Regions from separate parts of the Gossypium hirsutum genome. Here region 2 is linked to region 1. The links are chromatin contacts, called in public Hi-C maps. All regions are on one chromosome and are shown on one strand. The core of a region is the stretch at or near the end of the contact, and the rest is flanking DNA. Distances in the headings are between cores, read along the strand shown. Region 1 has its middle 3.0 kb from the start of LOC107924704. Region 2 holds the start of LOC107924614 (syntaxin-21).

Region 1 (3,198 bases), core at 499-2,998:
ACGGCCGTGTCTAGTGTCCGTGTGAGGCACACGGCCTTTTTACACGGGCCTGTGACTCTTAAATGTTAGAAAATTTTATAAGTTTCTTAAAGTTTGTGAATGTTATCGGTTTAGTCCCAAACCACTTTTAAGCATGTTTTAAGGTCTTGTAGGACCTTACAAGGGACAATATGAATAGATTTTGATTATGATTGTATGAATGTATGTGAATCGTGTGTGTGATTTTAGGTAATGCCTCGTAACCCTATTCCGGCGACGGATACGGGTTAGGGGTGTTACAGAAACAACAAAAATGAAATGAAACTAGAAACTCAAAGATAACAAGAATGGAGATCACGGGCTAGGTAGGGGAAGAGGAAACAAGAAAGAGAAGAAAACGCGAATCACACTAAAAACACAGCCAAGAAGCCAAGTCACAAAGAAACTCACTCGAAAACCTCCGAACCCTAGTGAAATCTCCTTTTCAACTAAGACAAGAAGAAACTAAAAAAAAACCCAGAACCCAGACAAATGAACACAAGAAAAGATAACAAGAAATGATGAATACAAGAAAAGATTACAAGAAATGATACTAAAAAACCTGCATAAAACTACCAAACCCTACCTAACTTTTTTTAAAAAAAACAAGAAGAGAAAAAAACCTAATAAGAGAACGAGAAAACACATAAACTAAATGCACTCCATGCAAAATAGTAAAAGAGTGATCATATTTAATAATATTGTAGAAAAGTCAAAGGGAAAATTTGCCATTAATGACATGCCATGCAAAATCGAATCAAAGAAACATGATAAACGTACGAAACCATGAACAGTTACAATTGTTTTTAATAACAAAGTGAAAAATAAAGTCAGCCACTAAGTTACTACTCCTGTTTGTCCAACTGACTTTGACTGAATCATACATATCTAATTGAGTACACAAAGCTTTAATATGGCTACCCATTATGGTGACATCATTCTCCCTATTATTAATCTTATTTACCAAATTAGCATAATCGAATTCCCATATAATTTCTGCTTCTTCAACCTCTTAGCAACCTTTAGACTTTCTTCAAAAGCCACCATTTCTGCCCATTCAGCGATCGACGAGCAGTCTTTAATCCCCCCACTTCCACTAACCACAAACCCGTCTTTGTCTCTAGCAATGACTCCATAACCCATCTTTCCATTTGAGATCGTCGCTTCAAAGTTAATTTTAATAACACCATTCGGCGGTTTTGTCCAAGCTTTACAAATAGCGGTCGCCGAAATAACAAAAGAATTAACTAGATTATGAACTCTAAAGCCATCACTAAGGATCATCGCCCTTTCCTAAACCCCACGAGCATCGTCCTTGTTGTCCTTAAAAATTCGGTTGTTCCTGCTGTGCCAGCAGTTCCATAACAAAGTAAGGAAGTCGGCAGCAGCCTTCAAATCCATAACCCGAAAAGTGTCTTCCAGTCAGTCAATGCACCTCATGTAGTTACCATTAATTAACCGATTGTCAAGCCTTCCATGAGTCAAAATTTCCCGAGTTGATGGACAGTCCTTCAACGCATGAATGAGGGTCTCCTCATCAGCATTACAACGCGGACCTTTCCTCACAAAGTCCTGCCGAATGAGCTCAATTTTATTATAGGTAGGGAGGATCTCATGGCCAACCCTCCAATTGAACACCTTGATTTTTGGCAGCATCTTCAATTTCCAAATAACACGCAAGAAGGCTCTATGAGGGCCAAAGCCCACTCTCTTAAGGATGAGCCAAGAATACGCCATCTTTGAAGTGTAACAGCCATACAGATTATGAATCCAAGTCAATCTATCTTCGAAGGCTCCTTTAGAGATGGGTAAATCACAAATTTGATCCCCCACCTTCTTACCAAACAGCTCACACACCTTCTCCTGGTTTCACTCCATATTATCTTGATGCCATATGTCTTTAATCACCTTTTCACTTTCGGTCAGCAACGCATGGTTAATGGAATCCCCGCTAAGACCCTGGAAGCCCCACTTATCATGCCGAATATCAATTCTTTTGCCATCACCAACGAGCCAGACAAAACCATTCTCAAGTGCCTTAGCTGCTTGAGCTATACTAGACCATAAACGAGGGCCTCTTAGCCCAGAAACTATTTCCATCAAGAAAGTACTTGGAACTAAGAAAGTGTCTTTGAAATGAATAAGTCGCCACACCTGCCGACCGAGAAGAGCGATGTTGAATAGTAGGTCCCGAAAGCCCTTACCTCTCATACTTTTTGGTTGACATAACCAAAAACAGGTCATTTTAATTGTTAAGAAGGGGGCAATTTTGTTCATTCTAGGTCAAACATTATAGCACTATAAATAACACTTTAAAACATATTTTAGGGAGCTTGGGATTTAGGTTAATTTTAGTTAGTGGCTGTTGCAACATTTCATTTTCTCTTTCTGCACTTTCTTTCCCGACTCAAAACTACAAAGACCTTCTTGTAGCTTTGAGTGTTTACTATAAACTTTAATCAATTTTTCTTTAATTTTTGCTTCCAAAGTTGCAATTGAATACTCAAAACCAAGGGATCTTATGTTACGCTCTATTGCAACAATTGAAATCAATGACTTCAACAAAATATCTGAGCAATTTCTGAACTCTTTAATTTTTGTACTGTTTATTTTTTAAATGAACATGAAAATTATTGGGCTTTGTTTGTTCAAGATGAGAATGAACTATTTTTTTTTTGGTAGTTGATTAATTGAATTGTTGAACAATTATTTTAAGGATTAAAGACTAAATTGAATAATTCGACCAAAATTTAATAGACATAGAGACTTGGAATTGACAACTCTAGGTGTAATAGATAAATGAGGCCGAAATGAGACTTTATCTTGTAAGAAATCAATTGGACCCATTTAGTTTTAGCTAGATCAAGAGACTAATCGGACTAAATTGTAAATTAGCTAGGTAAATTATTGACCAGAAGGTATTAATTAATCCGGTTAGAAAATTATTCCTTCCAATCCCCTAACCCGAGAATTAATTATCAACACAGAAGTTAATCAACTATCGTTGTTTTCTTTGACTATTTCTGTTATAAATTTTAGAATTTTTACAATTAAGTCCTTTAGTTATCATTATAGATTAAAACTTTCAATTTGTGATGTGTCATATTATAGTTTGTTAGATTTTAGCTATTTAGACTTTCTCTTTTGCATGTTTGTTACTTTTAATTCAATCTTATCAAT
Region 2 (3,198 bases), core at 258-2,757, 190 kb before region 1:
AACCAACAAGTAAACCAATGTCATCAAGGGTGAAATGAAGTGCTCGTGAGAGGTTACAGACACAATGGATGTGTCTTAGAACACCCAAAATAGGACCGACTTGCATCCTTGTACCATAATTATTATCATAAAAATATTACGTAGTTTTCTATTTTTGGAGAAAAGCTGAACAAATTAAACAAAATTGCAGATTTAACATGCACTAACTTCTGCATCTTGATCAGCTTCACTTGCTTCCCTTAGTTTAGCTGAAGTCTCTTTGACCAGCTGCCCAATATGTAGCCTTGTCTTGTGCCTGCCAATGCAAACATCCAGATATAAGGACCAATGCCAAGCAAAACCATTGGTTGCATTACATATCATGTTGAGCAACAAAATAAGAGAGAAGTCGCTCTCATCCCATAAATTCCATCTAATCTATTCCGAGATTCATGTCAAAGATATCTAAATTGAGTCCCAAGTTCTAATCACAGGAACATGAAAGGTTAAATAGCATTAATCATGCAATCAGTCATTCATTCACTCAATTATTTGTTAGTTGTACATGGCTAAAAAAATAATCCCACAAAATAACAAAAATTCAAAACTCCACAAGAAAATTGTCCAAAATCTTGAATAAGCGTAAAACAAAACCAAGGGCCAAATACATTTTGGCTCCATAATTATATGGTCAATTTAGTTAAAAAGGCTAATCAAGTTAAATTATCCCAATAATAAATCAGAAAAACCCATCTTCGAATTGACCTTAAAGGGGGGAAATTGTCAATTAAATTACTCGGTAGATGATCCAAGTACAGAAAATCCTGAAAGAAGGCCCAAATTTACCGTCTTTTGATTCGATGAAAAGTAAGCTTCAATTAAAACCAAAACTCAAATACATTTATAGCCCAGAATTTTATATGTTCAAATTTAAGTTTCATATCCAAAACGAATACACATAAAAAAAGTAAATCAATTTAAAATTTCCCGATAAAGAAGAAAAAGAATCAAAATAAAGAAAACTGTTATTTGGGGGGGGGGGGGAAGAGAGAACATACAACTTATCGCGTAATTCAAAGGTGTCTTTAGGGGTAGCGAGGGAATTAACAAGGCGATCAAAGGCCAAAAGAGCAGTTCTTAATTTGAAAATCCCGGCCGCCACCGACTGCGAAGGCGAAGTGTCTCCTATTTCTCGCCTCAGCTTTTGCTGTGAAGAATTCAAGTAATTATTAGGGTGTGGCGTAGCGAACCCCGCTTCAAGATCCTGGAAACTCATCTTGTTTCTCTTGTTCCTTAAGGTTGGGTTGAAGAAAGGCAAAGGAAGAGTAACGAAGGATGAAAACTTGGCGTCGAGTTGTTGATGAAGTCTTTTATCATTTTAATTTATAAATTAAATTATTATAAATTAAAAACAAAGAAAAACTTGTTTGGTGTAGCCGCTGTTCAAGTCAAACTAAGACATTCTAATCTTCAAAATAAAATAAATAAATAAATTTCTGGAAGTTTCCATGGATTTGGACATCATACCAAATAAATTATGGCCATCCAAATTTTTTTTATATTCAAAACTTATTCAATAATTAAATGTGAAATGTTTTTGCTTATAAATTTTCATTATTTTTTAGGGTTCATATAATGTCCTTTACCACTTAATCCACATCTTTCTATATTAATAATAATAATTGAATTGAGACTCAATCAATTTAAAATTTATTTTTTAAAATATTAATTTTTTTAATTATATAAAAATAATAAAAGACAAAAACATTATTATAATATTATTTATTGATTTATTAAAAAATATTTTTTAAGTTATTTTTATGATTAAATTAGTGTTGCGTTGACACTTAACACATCACATCAAATTCATCAAATTTAAATTTTAATCTCAATTCTCTCTTAAATTTACTTTAGGTTTAAGTCTATCATATATAGATGTTAGCTTTATCGAGTCTTACATTGGTTTCATTCTAGTTATAGTTACTCAAACATATATTATTTGTTATTTAAGGAACAACAACATAAGGTTTTTTATTAAAAAAATATAAAAAAAATTAAAAAATTTGAAAATAATATACTTAAAAAACTAAATACGAAAATGGTATAGTCAGAGTGGTCACGCCACTCTGACAGGCGGCACCACCCTGACGTGACACCTCCAACAGTAAAAAAAATTGAAAAAGAAAAAAATACTGAAAACGAAAAAAAATTAAAAATGGGTCATGTTGGTGCCAGAGGCGGCACCGGTACCAGGTGCTTTTCAGGCGATTTGACCCCTCATGCAGAGGGGTTTTGTTTTTTTGTTTGGGGGACCATAATATATGGTCCCCAAGCTTCATTTTCAGGAACAAAGAAGAAGAAGGAAAGAAGAGAAGAAGGAAAGAAGAGAAGAAGAAGAAAGAAAAAAAAAGGGGAGGAGGAGAAGGAGGTCGGCGGTTGAGAGAAGAAAAAAGAAAAAGAAAAAGAGAATGAGAAGAAGAAGAGGGAAGGAAAAAGAAGGAAAAAAAAAAGGTAATTTTTTTTATAAATTTGAGTAATTAATGTTAGTTTAAATTATTTGTTTTAGTAATTATTGTTGTTGATTGATTTAGATTTAAATCAGATATAATTTTTATTTTTATTTCTTTGCAAGGTGTTATTTGGTTAAGAAGAGATATTAAGGTATGTTTGTATTTATTTTATATTTTCATTGAAGTATTAAGCATTTATGTGTAAAGAATATTTTTTTGTTATTATTTTATGTAATTTATTTATTAAGTGTGTGTTTTAGGTTGTTTAAAAAGATTTTTTAAATTTATTTGACTTATTATGGAATTATTTTTATTTTTTTTTATTTTTTATGTGATGGGGGATTTAAACTTTTTACAAAAAATAGTATAAAAAATAAAATATTAAAAATATATTAATGAAAAAATAAAATACAAGAAGAAATAAAATACGAAAAAAAACTTTTTTGGGGAAAATGGTGGTGACGAGTTTTTTGTTAAAATAATATAAAAAAATAAAATATGAAAATAGTATATTTTAAAAAATAAAATCCAAAAATAAAAAAATACGAACAAGGTGCCAAAGTCAGGTTATTTATTAAATTAATATAAAAAAACTTAAATAATACATTTGAAAGATTTTATGCTAAAATAAAATACCAAAATAATATATTTTAAAAAATAATATACGAAAAAAATATGAATAAAGTGCTAAAATCAGGGTTATTTATTA

What was found. A called contact is a pair of places that touch in the nucleus more often than the background predicts.
Region 2: a contact with region 1 is called in a Hi-C map of leaf, with 2.0 times the contacts expected there. The contact joins the promoter of LOC107924614 here to the enhancer-like site in region 1. A contact is called at or near these places in 2 of 34 Hi-C or Micro-C datasets (hypocotyl and leaf).

The regions. Positions count from the first base shown.
Region 1 is chrA02:102,208,416-102,211,613 of Gossypium_hirsutum_v2.1, reverse strand. No RefSeq gene overlaps it. Among protein-coding and RNA genes, the nearest start is that of LOC107924704, 3.0 kb to the left of the region's middle. Within about 2 kb of position 1,748, at least 8 of the 9 cell types and tissues checked have an H3K27ac peak or open chromatin away from gene starts, as enhancers often do. A contact at or near this core is called in hypocotyl and leaf, where this site is marked.
Region 2 is chrA02:102,399,098-102,402,295 of Gossypium_hirsutum_v2.1, reverse strand. LOC107924614 (syntaxin-21) reads right to left here and starts at 1,507. Exons shown (of 7, transcript XM_016855146.2): 1 at 1,038-1,507; 2 at 208-295. The coding sequence starts at 1,255.